Linked DNA regions of Zea mays: all the other regions are linked to region 2. Evidence: chromatin contacts called from public Hi-C and HiChIP or PLAC-seq data. All regions are on one chromosome and are shown on one strand. The core of a region is the stretch at or near the end of the contact, and the rest is flanking DNA. Distances in the headings are between cores, read along the strand shown.

What was found. Hi-C and Micro-C count contacts between places; a contact is called where the count stands out from the background. HiChIP or PLAC-seq counts read pairs in DNA pulled down with a chosen protein or histone mark.
Region 1: a contact with region 2 is called in an H3K4me3 HiChIP or PLAC-seq map of leaf, with 8 times the contacts expected there. The contact joins the enhancer-like site here to the promoter of LOC100281671 in region 2. A contact is called at or near these places in 18 of 25 Hi-C or Micro-C datasets (bundle sheath, ear, leaf and 5 more) and 2 of 3 datasets of contacts at active chromatin or transcription factors (leaf and seedling).
Region 3: a contact with region 2 is called in a Hi-C map of tassel, with 3 times the contacts expected there. The contact joins the promoter of LOC103643968 here to the promoter of LOC100281671 in region 2. A contact is called at or near these places in 5 of 25 Hi-C or Micro-C datasets (bundle sheath, ear, endosperm and 2 more).

Annotation. Positions count from the first base shown.
Region 1 is chr1:279,798,143-279,802,556 of Zm-B73-REFERENCE-NAM-5.0, reverse strand. No RefSeq gene overlaps it. Among protein-coding and RNA genes, the nearest start is that of LOC118476171, 61 kb to the left of the region's middle. Within about 2 kb of position 2,021, at least 18 of the 20 cell types and tissues checked have an H3K27ac peak or open chromatin away from gene starts, as enhancers often do. A contact at or near this core is called in bundle sheath, ear, leaf and 3 more, where this site is marked.
Region 2 is chr1:279,658,572-279,662,752 of Zm-B73-REFERENCE-NAM-5.0, reverse strand. LOC100281671 (homeodomain protein JUBEL1) reads left to right here and starts at 1,705. Exons shown (of 5, transcript NM_001154591.2): 1 at 1,705-2,059; 2 at 2,335-3,714. The coding sequence starts at 2,389.
Region 3 is chr1:279,865,774-279,870,132 of Zm-B73-REFERENCE-NAM-5.0, reverse strand. LOC103643968 (STS14 protein) reads left to right here and starts at 1,375. Exons shown (of 1, transcript XM_008667138.4): 1 at 1,375-2,500. The coding sequence starts at 1,658. The coding sequence ends at 2,269. LOC118476171 (a long non-coding RNA gene) reads right to left here. Exons shown (of 2, transcript XR_004855593.1): 2 at 2,943-4,359.

The DNA.
Region 1 (4,414 bases), core at 772-3,271, 140 kb before region 2:
TGGCTGCCTGCTGCTGCATGCCTCCTGTGTTCCTGGGACCTGCGCTGCGCGCCTTTATTTCAAAAAACTCGCAGGGAGTCAGTCAGACTCAGACCTCTCCTCAGACAGACGGCGGCAGCGCGCGCGGCGGCCGGGGCGGAAGCCGACGCCCGGTGCCGTGGGCGCATTGGCAGTGGCCTAGCCTAGCTGTGAGCATCTTGGGCGCTTGGCGGCCGTCCTGGCTGGGTCAGGGATCATCATCGGTTCGTGATTCATCCATCGGCAATCGGCATGCGATGCAGCGGGGCTTCTGTCGTGGCGCGCATGTGATCCATCTACTCGTACGCGGCCGGAACTGAAGGACAGCACAGGCACAGCAGGGATACCTACTAGACCACGAGAACGTAACCCAGTAGCCCCCTGCTGCTGCTGCTGCCACTGTCTGTCAGGCAAGGCAACTGTATGTACCTGTACGTATGCGCCCACTGCTGCATCCGTTTTGTCACTCTATACTACGTACGTAGCGGCGGCAGGCGGGGCGGGCAGATTCTCTGCTTGCTAGTACACAGTACTCCAACTGTGAAGAGCGACGAGCTCTCACCTCCTCTGCGTGTGACTATATACTGAGAGAACGAATTCACCTACCGCCGTTACCAGAGGCTCGTTTCATTTTTTTTTCTTTTCTTTTGTAAATAAATAAAAATGATTTAACCCCTTAACGGCCACCCGATCCACGCATGCACCATTATATATGCGGGCTTTGAATCCGGCCTACTTATTCTCAGCAGATGGTGTGCCGCTCCTACTATTTAATTTCTTTACCACACCACCGGATACTAACGTGTCGCTCGCGTGCACAGTAGCAGTGGCCGAGGTGTGAATAATCGTGATAGCTTAGCTTGTTATCTCTCACTCATGGCCATGGGGGGGCACAGAGCTACTAGCAGATGGATGGGCCTGCGTGGGATCTCTATGATGGATGCTGCTGGCCGCTGCACTGCACAAAAGCCGCCAGGCTAGGGCCCCCATGCTACTACTACAATCCAGGCCCACTATACCCAAGAGCCCACACAGCGGCTGATCGGCCGGCGATGAGAAACTAACATATGGAACACCAGCTGGGCTTGTCACATGCCACGTACGCACGTAGGTCGTTCCTACAGAGCCAGCGTTATTTTACATACGTATGTGTATTCACGCTGATAAGACACCGGTAAGACATGCATATATAATTATATATACGACGAGCAATAAGCGTATATATACCGTGCGTGCGGTGCGTGTGTATATATGTATGTACTCGTGAGTGGACCCGGTCGGTCGGCGGCTGCTGTACGCGTGATGGTGTACGTAGGGGACGGGCCGGGCCGGGCGGGGCGCGCGCGGTCCCCGTGCAATGGTGGAGGAAGAGTATTGTGGTGGGTTTTAGCTGCAAGCACAGCTCAAAGCAGTTGTCCGTCATCTCTTTGGGACCAGATGCCCTCAACTCCAAGCTAGCTACGCGCCCGCCCGCCCGCCCCTGGTCCCCCCCGGTAAATGAACCAACCAGAATCACACCAACAACCAGAAGATCTCCTGTGACAAGCCCCTCTGGCCGGCCACGCCCAGCGGAGCTTGTGGTTGTGCTTCTGCTTCTGCTTCCATCCACTTCTCCTCCTTATATAATAACTCCATCTAGCTAGCTTCTCGATTCTCTCTTACATACCACTGGCCTGCCGCATGCTGGTGCTGACACAGCTTAATACACGACACTAGGATATATATACACGATCGAATAATCAACATGATACACACTAGCAAGCTAGCTAGAGTTCTCCTGATGAAATTATTCAAACGCAGTGAACACAAATTAACACGCAACACTAGGTATATATATGGCGGCAGAGCGGGCCACGTACGTGGGCGCGGGTAGCGGCGGATGCCAACGGCAGCTAGCGAAATGCTGTCGGCTTTATTGATTTATTATGACCAGCTGCAGTGTGGTTATGGGCCTGCCGGGCATGGCCTACCACGGGCGGCAAGTTGTTGCACCGGCGATTCTTCCCCCTCCTAGCCTCCTCCGCTTGGTTGGGGCTTGCGCGAGAGTGTGGGTGTCGTTGTTGTGGGCATCTCCCAACGCCCATCTTCTTCCCCCCTTTCTCGCTCGCTCTCTACACACGTCGCTTTCTTATCTTTAGTATTCTCCGTTTTTCCCCTGTGGCGCAGGAGAGAGGGAAAGGGACAGCCAGCTGACAGGGAGATAACACACAGAGAGAGAGAGAGAGCCTTAATTGTTTTCTCCTGTACGTGTAATATTATTACTAGTAGGTTAGGATAGTAGATATTATCGTGCCATGCGCAGTTAGAGAGAGAACCCAGAAGAGGAAATATATGCATGATGGCCAGGAGGGCCGGCCGCGGCGTCGTACCATTCAGCAACAAGCCCTACTAGTACTAGCAGCGTGGCGTGGGTCGTGTAGTATAGTATAGTGCCTTAAAAGGACTCGCCACTGACTCTAAGGGCGCGCGGAGAAAGTGACTAACTGGAGAAAGATGTTGGGCATGCAGGTGCCATGCATGGCCGCCAGTTGCAAATAATCACCACAGTGATTGGGCCGGGCGGGATGCATGGCATGGGATCTGGTACCGCCTGTCGTCTGCCTGCTCCAGGTCCAGGCCACCAGCTCCAGATGTGCACAGGTTGTTCGTCGTATCGATCAGCGCCGCACACACTGTTGCCCACACTGCCAGCGTCGTCCCGCCCGCCGGCCCTCCCCCACCACACACACACACACCCCTCTTGCGGTGGCGGCATGCATGCCTCCCTCCTATACGCTCCGGCCGCTGCCCTACCAATACCATGCATATATACTCGATCCATCCATCGCCCATGGAATTGAATTGACTACTCACAGCTCTGCTTTACACGCTACAGTTCCCTCTCCCAGCCTCGCATGATGGGCTGGCTAAGGTCATACTAGCTACTTGTACTCCCTTTTTCAAAAAAACCTAGTATAGTAGAGTATAGCGGCGGCAGCAGCAGCAGTGTAATAATATTCTTTCCCCGCATGATATGATGACCCCTCCCCTGTGTCATTATGGATTCATGATTGTGCCTGCGAGCTGCGGCACCCGTTCAGGAATCAGGACCTGGCCACCTGCCTTCTGCTACTCACTCGATTGCACTGTGTTTATTTTCTCACAGACGTCAGATGTCGTCGTCGCCGTTAAAAGTTCGGCAGCAATGTAAACGACATCAGTGTGGGCGTCCACGTCATAGATACTGTATATATATACTACTGGAAATGTTTTATTTTCTCACAGACGTCAGACGACGTCTAGAGTAGTCCTAGAGTTATATCACGTGTAAACTAATTTATTAATACACATCAATACATGAATGAACATGGAAATGTTTTTTTAAAACAATATATCGTATTTCAAAATAACAATTTCACCTATTATTCTAGATATTTTTTTTTTAAAAAAAAGACCCTTCCATATATCTCGGTGTTGATCTGTATGGTTTAGACCAATCAGTTTAGTTGATTTCCACGTAACATGCTCTTGCATGCCTATATTCATATATTTCGCATGGGAATGGCATAGAGAGACACAGTAGTCACCTATCCATCGATTACGCCGATGAATAGAACTACACACGAAAGGCTTGCATACCAGCTTGGCGGTACTCTACGGCTAACGGCTCAGTCGTCGGGTGGAGAATAATATCTTGCTGCTTGCATGGGGGTGGGAACAAAAACAGTGGGGATCGGTGTGTGGAACCATTCTGTGGCCTAGATTCTGCGTGGAGGTGGACCTAGCTACTAGTCACTCACGCGCGCCCCGGCCCGCCGCCCGGTCGATCGGCCGTCAACTGAATATAATATAAGTCACTGCTTTTGGGTTGGGTTTGGATTCAAATCAAACTTCGCTTAAACTTAACTTAGTTTGTAGAAAATGCTTTGAACACCTATGATTCCAAATAGATATGTCACGAGAAATATATTTCTTGTTAAGTACTTTACTTATAATTATTTAGTGTAACACACGTACACTTTATGTAGTTGATATAGTTCATTGACTTAGTAAAAAGCTAGAATGGCAATTTTTTTTATAGGGAGAGTGTAATACTCTTCGTTTTAATTTGTAAGTCACTTTGATTTAGAGTTAGCAACCGATACATCCCCAACGGATACTCTCACCCCGTCCATGATGTCTCGAATTCTCCTTTCTTAGCCACACCCCCATTAATCCCTCTCTGTCGTTTCCCACCCACGTCAGTGCCTCCCACCACCCCCGATGATTAACCCCTCGGCATATATACCGACCCCTGCCCCCACCAACAACAACCGCCTCCCGTCCTCGATCTAGAATGACTAAAGTTAACATTGAATAGTAATTCTCGAATGACTGAATATTTGTTTATGATATACATTGAAGTAAACCTTGAATG
Region 2 (4,181 bases), core at 456-2,955:
CCTCAACCGCCTCTCTTAAAACCCCACCATCACTGCGCGCTAAACGCTACAGCAAGAAAGCCTAGAAAAAGGGCCTGGACGTGCCGAACGCCGAGCAGGTCAACGTACGGCCAGGATCATCAGCAAGGAAAAAATTAATAAAAAAGGGCGAAGCCGGCCGGTTGGATTATTAGCGGTTGGGGACGGATTGATTAGGCCTGCACAGCACACACGCGCGCAGTAGTAGCGTCGTCAGGTTTAGGGTGTGTTTGGTTTGACTTTTGGCTTTGGCTTTTGTTTCTCTAAAAACCAAAAGCCAACCAAAGGGCTGGATCCAGGAAGCAGCTTTTTCTAAAAGCCGACTTTCTCGTAGTGCAAATCTGAAAGCACCTCTGGACCTGCTTTTAGTGGCTTTTCGGATGGAACTATGAAAACATATATCGAAGAATTTTTAACGACTTTTAGTGGTTTCCATCAAACGGTTTTTAGCTTTTTAACAACTTACAGCCTACAGCAGCTTTTTCCACAGCTCACAGCCCACAGCAACTTTTTTCACAGCCACAGCCCAACCAAACAGACCCTTAGCGACGCTCTCGCACACCACAGCCGCACGCGCGCCCGCGTGGTTGAGACGAATCTGCAGCGGCGCAAGCGCAACAGCAATCCCGCTTTCGTTTTCCTTTCTCCATTTAATTAAATGTTTCATCAGAAAGCAGGCGGGGAAAAAAATAAAGCATAGGAGATTCGTCGCACCCACCACCGGCCGGGCCGAGATTTTTTTTTATCATTTTCTCGGTTTCGCAATAAAGGCGAGGACGTAAACATATGGCGTTGGTTGGATCGGAGGAGCTAGCTAGCATAGCACACGGAAAGTTTTGCTTATCTTTTTTATATATTTTTTGCATAAAAAAAAGATAATTTGATCTGCCGGGGTGGATTATTTCCTCCTCGCGCGCCTCGGCTGCAGGGGCGTCCCCGAGTGCTGGTCAATTTCGAAATGAAAAAGAAAAGATGGAAAGACGCAGAGAGGGACGCCTCCTCATCGCTTTCTTTTCCCATCAGACGACCCTGCCCCCTTTACTTGCTTTCCATCTGTTTTTTTCCTCCCCTCTGCCTCCCTGCTGGATAATACTCGACATGATCAACATCATCTTCCATTCCACCTTGTATCTAGCTCGCACAGCGAGCGAGGGGAGCGAGATAGTTGGTCGGCTGCCGGTACGGTGTGTGTACATGTACTAGCTAGGCGCTCGCTCGAATTGTTGCATGTTGAGAAGTACCCATATATAGCGGCTAGCTGCAGCTAGTCTCTTGCTAAAAATCAGCTGTAAAGTCATTCGAGGATAGAAAACAAAAGAGCCATGAAAAGGAGAGAGAGAGCTAGAGTGGATGGGTGGGGGGGACAAATGAAAACAAGCGTACGACATCACCAGCACCAGCAACAATAACTTAACCACAACACAACAACGACGCCCGATTATTAAACGCGGTACAAGCGAGGGCATAAAAGAAAAAAGAGGGATCCCCAAAGGAGGAATGGAGAGGGAGAGCTAGCGAGGCCAGGGACAGCGACGTCTTCCTTTCCTCCTCCCCCCCTCTGGACTGAGCACGCCCCCGTCCAACTCCAATATCTGCAGCAGCAGTCACGGCGGCAGGAGGAGAGCTAGGGAGGGGAAAAGGAGCTCGGTTTTTTTATATACCAACCGGCCACCCGCCCTACGCGCTACTACTATAGCCTAGCTAGAGCCAGCTGCTTGCCTCGCCCTCCCCTTTGCGCGTCGTCGCGCTCCTCGCCGTCCCCCTCTCTCGGAATCGGAAGGCGATCGATCGCACAAGGCTGCGTCTGCGTGCTCGGCCGCCGCCCGACCCGACCGGACAAGGAGGGGAGGGGGCAAAAAAAATATATAGTTAGTCACACGCACGCAGCACAGGAGGGAGGAGAGGGATTGAGGGATAAAGAAATTTCGGGAGACAAGGAGAGAGAGACAGAGATGGAGAGGAGCGGCTGGACTCGGAGGCAGGCCTTTCACTACTCCCGCACCCAGATAACGATGTGGTAGCTAGTTCCTCTTAGGCTAAGGTAAGCAGCAGCGCCGGGAGCTAGCTCCTCCTCACTATCCTGCATGCTTCGTTCCTTCGTTCAGCTTTGGTTGCCCGGTCGATCGATCGGTTCTTTTTTGTTTCTTCGTATACATGCAAAGCTAGCTAGTTGGAGAGTTCCTTTATTTTTCGATTTCTTTGCTTTGGGAGAGTGCAATTCGGTTCATCGTCTTCTTAATTTGGATTCTATATTCGTTTTCCCCGCCTGGCCGGTGCTTATTACGATGGTGCTGCTGCTGCTCATGAGCTTCGCAGGAAGGAGGTCGTGGCCGGGATCCCGCCGATGATGATGACAGTGGCGCCGCCGGCATGGGCGTAGCGGCGCCACCGTACGAGACCACCACGTACGTGAGCCAACGCACCAAGATCAACATCGCAGCGATCTCCGCCGCCGCCGCCACCAGGGCGGCTACCGCGGCTTCTATGTCCCACTCGCAGGGATTCCACCAGGGCAGCGCCGGCGTCTACGGCTACTCCTCGGATGGCTTCGACCGCCCGGACGACTCCGGCCACCAGGACCATCATCAGCAGCAGCAGCACGTGGCGCAGCAGAGCCGCCGCGACAAGCTGAGGGTGCAGGGGTTCGACCCGGCCGCCGGCGGCGGCCACGGCCTGCTCCCCATCGAGGGCGACGAGCATGGCGGGCCCGGGTCCATGTACGAGCACGCGGCGGCCGCAGCTGGGGCCTCCAACATGCTCTCCGAGATGTTCAACTTCCCCGCGCCGCCGTCGGGGCCCTCCGCCACCGAGCTGCTGGCCAGCCAGATGGGCGCCAACTACCGCTTCGGGGGGCTACGGCAGCAGCAGCAGCAGGGGCCCGGAGGGGTGGTGGCTGGCTTGTCCGGCGACGGCGGTTGGTTCGTCGGGGCCGGCGCGGCGGGTCGTGCTGCTGGCTTGGTCCTCGGTGGTGGGGCCAACATGGGGTCGTTAGGTGAAACGTCGTCCCCGAAGCAGCAGGGCAGCATGGCTGGGCTGGCCACCGACCCGGCCGCCGCGATGCAGCTCTTCCTGATGAACCCGCAGCAGCAGCAGCAGTCCAGATCGTCGCCGCCGTCGCCGTCGGACGTCCAGGTCCAGCACCACGAGGCGGCGTTCCAGGCGTTCGGAAACGCCGGGGCCCCGTTTGGCGGCGGCGCCGGGACCGGCGTCGTGGAAGGCCAGGGGCTGTCCCTGTCGCTGTCGCCGTCGCTGCAGCAGCTGGAGATGGCGAAGCAGGCCGAGGAGCTGAGGGTCCGGGACGGCGTGCTCTACTTCAACCGCCAGCAGCAGCAGCAGCAGCAGCAGCTGCCGATGGCATTGCACGGCCAGGTCGGCGCGCTGGGGCAGCAGCTGCACGTCGGCTACGGCCCCGCCGGCGTCGCGGGCGTGCTGCGCAACTCCAAGTACACCCGCGCGGCGCAGGAGCTCCTCGAGGAGTTCTGCAGCGTCGGGCGCGGGCAGATCAAGGGCGGCGGGCGAGGGGCCTCGGCGTCTAACCCTAACAACAACCCGGGCAACAAGGGCGGCGCCTCCAGCTCCGGCGCCGCCGCGCAGTCCCCGTCGTCCGCGCCCAACAAGGAGCCCCCGCAGCTGTCCCCCGCCGACCGGTTCGAGCAGCAGCGCAAGAAGGCCAAGCTCATCTCCATGCTCGACGAGGCACGTCCACTGTCTCATCATCCACACACACACACACGCGGACTCCATCCGTTCCCCTCCTTTCTGCTTCATCGTCTATCTAGCTTGCATGCATATAGCTAGGTGCATGGGTTTGCTGACGCCATAGCTAATAAGCTCCGGCCGACGACGACGCTCGATCGTGGCCACGGAGGCGCGCGGCGCTAGTTAAGGTAGTTGCGGCCGCGGCGGTAGGTGTGCAGAGCCGGTACGTACGTAGCAGTACAGTACTACAACCGATGATCCAGCAGAAGCAGCAGCTACTAGCTGGTGGTACGAGAGAGGAGAGAGAGGGGAGATCTTGTTTTTTTTTATTTTTTTTACTGCCACAAGTCATTCTTTCCTGCCGGAGGTGGCAGGTGGCCGCCAATGGCATGCAAGGATGCGGCGCTGCAGCAGGAGCCGCCGCCACACCACACAAACTCCAAGAGGGATATGAATCTTCTAAT
Region 3 (4,359 bases), core at 126-2,625, 210 kb before region 2:
TAACGTTCTGGTGGCTGATGGGATGGGATTCATGAAGACCGCTGGTCCAGCGGTTCGAGGCTAGGCCTGGAACTTATTACGGGTGTTTGACATAGCTTCGCTCCTAGCGAGAATCACTTCTGCAGAATTAATTAGTAAAAAAATCTGAATTACTCTATGGTGGAAGTGGATTGAATTCAGTCTCTATTTTGTACTATAAAGTGTGAGACAAAAAAAACTTGTTTCTCACCGCTCCCAAACTGCACCCTACTCTCTAACCTCTCAGGAATCACTGCACAACTTATTTGCCAAACGATTTTCGTCAAATAGATTCACTTCTGCTAGAGAATCACTCGGAATCAATCTATTAGAGAATCAACACTTGAAGCTATAGAATCATAGAGTGAAGCTCTGTCAAACAATCCCTTAATGTCCATGGCTCACGATTTTGTTAGAAACGGTCTTAGGAATTCTTTAAGGCCCGTTTGTTTACGTTCATTTTCGAGGAATTGGAAATGGAGTAGGCTATTTTTTAGAACATGACATTCAATAACTTTTCAAACTTTATATATAAGCTTATCTCAAATTTATAGGGTAGGAGATGAAAATTGATTCTATAGATTTACATGCTACTTTTCTAAGGTACAACTTATAACACACTTTTCTAATCTTCTACTTGCTTCTCTATAACATAAATGTAATGTATAACTATCTTTTTTCATATGATTTAGAATAAAATACAAGTATATTAACTTAATTAGTTTTATCTAAATTATAATTATTAAAATGAAATTAAATTCCAACGAAACAACGTGGTCTAAGTCTACTTCGGTTACGTCAATTTAGAAGGAGATGGGAGGGAATTAAATCTATTTCTAGTGACCAGGAGACGATTTAATACTTTTCTAGATTAGTGTAACCGAACAAGCCATAGTAGACGAAAGAATAATAGTAAACGTGTCTATGCTGCAACCGAACCCAGTAAGTCTTGAAACGGAGTCTAGCATTAAAAAGTGGATAGCAATCCGTTATCTAATCTTTTCTGAAAGCGTTGCTAGTATTCATATACCATAATAGCATAAAAAATATTACTAATACCGATCTACACTATCCATTAGCTCAGTGAAACTAATCGACGCATGATCCATAAAATTAACCTAAGGTCACAGGAGTCGGCCCATTCCCATCCCTGACGGCCGGCCTCACGCAGTCACGCTTGCGCGGCCGCGGCGTCTCAGACTCCCACCTGTGTCCAAATTTGTACCTTCTTCATTTTTTTTTATAAAAAAACGAAAAAGATACGTCCAAACTTCACAACAAAAACTGTGTCCATCCGGATCTCTTCAGGGACAGGAAAATCGCATCCACGAGACGAGGCAACGAGCCATGGAGATCGGCACTGACACGCGCCAACAACCCCTGGATCTCGCCAGGTCCCGCGTGCCAGTGCAAGTTGCGAGATCGATGGATGGATCGGAGCCAACGGGGCAGCCGGAGCCGGCACCAAGTACAATGCTATCGGCCGCGCTGCACGCGGCCGCGGTCTGCCGTCGCCATCTGCCGGGCTCTCTTCTTAACTCGCTATCGACAACGCATCGAACAGTCCCGCGCGCACACTCGCACGCACTCGACGCTCATTCACTGAGCCATTTACTCAGATCACCAACTCCAGATCTCAATGGCGCACTCGCGCAGCCACCACCACCTCCTCCTGCTCCCCGCGCCCATGGCCACGGCGTGCTTGCTCCTCGCCACCCTCCTCGCGCTCTGCGCCGCGCCGGCGCCGACCCACGGCGCGCGCGTCCTCATGCCGGGCGGCGCGGGCGCGGTGACCAAGGCGCAGCAGGGTGGCACCGGCAGCGGCAGCAACGCGACGGCGGACGAGTACCTGGCGCCGCACAACCAGGCGCGCGCGGCGGTGGGCGTGGCCCCGCTGCGGTGGAACGCGGGCCTGGCTTCGGCGGCCGCGGGGACGGTGGCGCAGCAGCGGCGGCAGGGCGGGTGCGCGTTCGCGGACGTGGGGGCCAGCCCCTACGGCGCGAACCAGGGGTGGGCGAGCTACCGCGCGCGCCCCGCCGAGGTGGTGGCGCTGTGGGTGGCGGAGGGGCGGTACTACACCCACGCCAACAACACGTGCGCCGCGGGGCGGCAGTGCGGCACGTACACGCAGGTGGTGTGGCGCAACACCGCCGAGGTCGGGTGCGCGCAGGCCAGCTGCGCCACGGGCGCCACGCTCACGCTCTGCCTGTACAACCCGCACGGCAACGTGCAGGGCCAGAGCCCCTACTAGCTAGCTGAGGTCATCAGGTCGTAGCGACGGAGCCCAACTGCCGCCGCCGGCGGCAGCGGAGTACGTAGGTTCATCAGTCTTCTCTAGTTCGGTCACGGAAAGGCTGTTTTGTGGTGTGATCCGGTGGTGTTCTTGGTGTTGTTGACAACTGCTTTGGTTTGGTGTATCAGCTTTTGTTGCCGGGTAAAACGCCTGTGAGCTGTGATGTGATGCTTCATCCTCGTGGACTCTTCTGTGGCCTGTGGATGCGTGTTGGCTCTCTTGAATCTTGATTCATCGCATATAGTACTTAAACTTTTTAGAAAAAATGTATAGTACACCACATGGGATTTGCTAGAAAGAGTATTTAGCTAAGAGCTCTGACGATGTTCGCTGGTTTTTTTTTTTTTTTTTTTTTTTTTTTTTGCTGCGGCTGTTGGAATGTTTGACTCCTTCGGGTTCGTGTATCAAAAAAAAAGCAACACAATGAAGGTGTGACGGCAATTAATAAGGACGATAGTAAATAAAACAGTAATTTGGAGAATGTAAATACGAACATCAAATATATCATGTAAAACAGTGCTTATTTCCATCGTTTTTTTTCAGTATTAAATTATAGATTACATTTATATTTTCGGAGTAAGGATAACAACTTCGTAGATGAGAGCTATCTGCTATTTCTCCGATCAGCAGATATCGAAATGTATATCACTGTTCCTCTATTTATAGACGCAGAGTACAACTTTGGTAAAATTACATTTATACCCTTAAATCTATACATTTGAACTATTTAGGGGGTGTTTGGTTCTGTGGACTAAAGTTTAGCCCGGGTCACATCAAGCGTTTGACTTTCAAATAGGAGTATGAAATATAGACCCAACCAACTGTACTAGATTCGTCTCACTTTTTAATCTTCGGCTGAGAAATTAGTTTTATAATCCGACTACATTTAATACCCCGAACGGAGGTTCAAACATTCGATGTGATAGGGGCTAAATTTTAGCAGGGGCAAACCAAACACCCCCTTAGCATGGCAAAGATAAAAGTGTCTTTTCCTTCTGTCATTTCGGCGAACTAACTCTAGAAGACTTGCTTCAGCTTCCTTCAGCTTCGTCCTTTGCCCCTTTATGACACTATCCTCAAGATTGTACCTTCGTCCGTAACCGATTTATCCGAAGATGCTTTTGCTAAGAGTACATGTAATACTTAGAAATAGACCAGAAATAACTATTGTTTTGGTGTGTTGAGGACCTTCGGAATAAGAAGACCCCAACAGGTTGTAACCTTTTAGTTCAAGCTACAATGTTTTCTAGTTATAGAGCTACAACCGTACGACTGAACAATCGACCAGCCGAACAAATTCTCTGTCAAAAGCTCTTTCTTTTTTCTCAGGGGATGGAGGACTACACTTCACCGTTTTGCTCTCCACTTTTGATATTGGCAATTGCCTCATTCACTCACAGATACTTGGGATTCACTCCCGCTCTCGACCAGCTTGTACCCCATACTACGAGCACCTAGGTGCAAGATAATATAAGTCTCATCCCCCGCTGGAAGTAGGACCTTCTCTTGCCCAAATCAGAATAAATCTTGTGTCTTCTTGCATCACCCATCTGGCCTGAGACACGTAGTACAAATTCACTCGTTGGTTAGGACCCTCGGGTCAAAACACCAACACCCTTAAAACCGGGTGTGACACCGAGGAGCGGTGAAAGTGCATCGACCTATGATCTGTTTGGGAATACAATATATTTTTATTTCTAAGACAACAATATTGTACTATTTGAATATACTATAGTACTTTAGGCTAAAAGATGTTTAGAGCATATCTAGAAACTCTGATTTGTATTCTAAACTATGGTTTTACGAATACCATAGTATTTGTGGGGTCTAAAAAACATTGATCTTTATTGGCACATGGCAGTAGTCTTGCTCTTCTCCTCCCCTCATGTACTAAAATATTGTATCTCCAAACTGGTGTTGGATTAGAGTGATGTAAAATAATATATCATAGTTGTGTCATGGTATTCGGTAAATTGTGGTATTATAAACCATGGGGTTTTTAAAAAAATAGTGTTTTCAAACAGGCCCATGTGGATTTTGTTGGATTT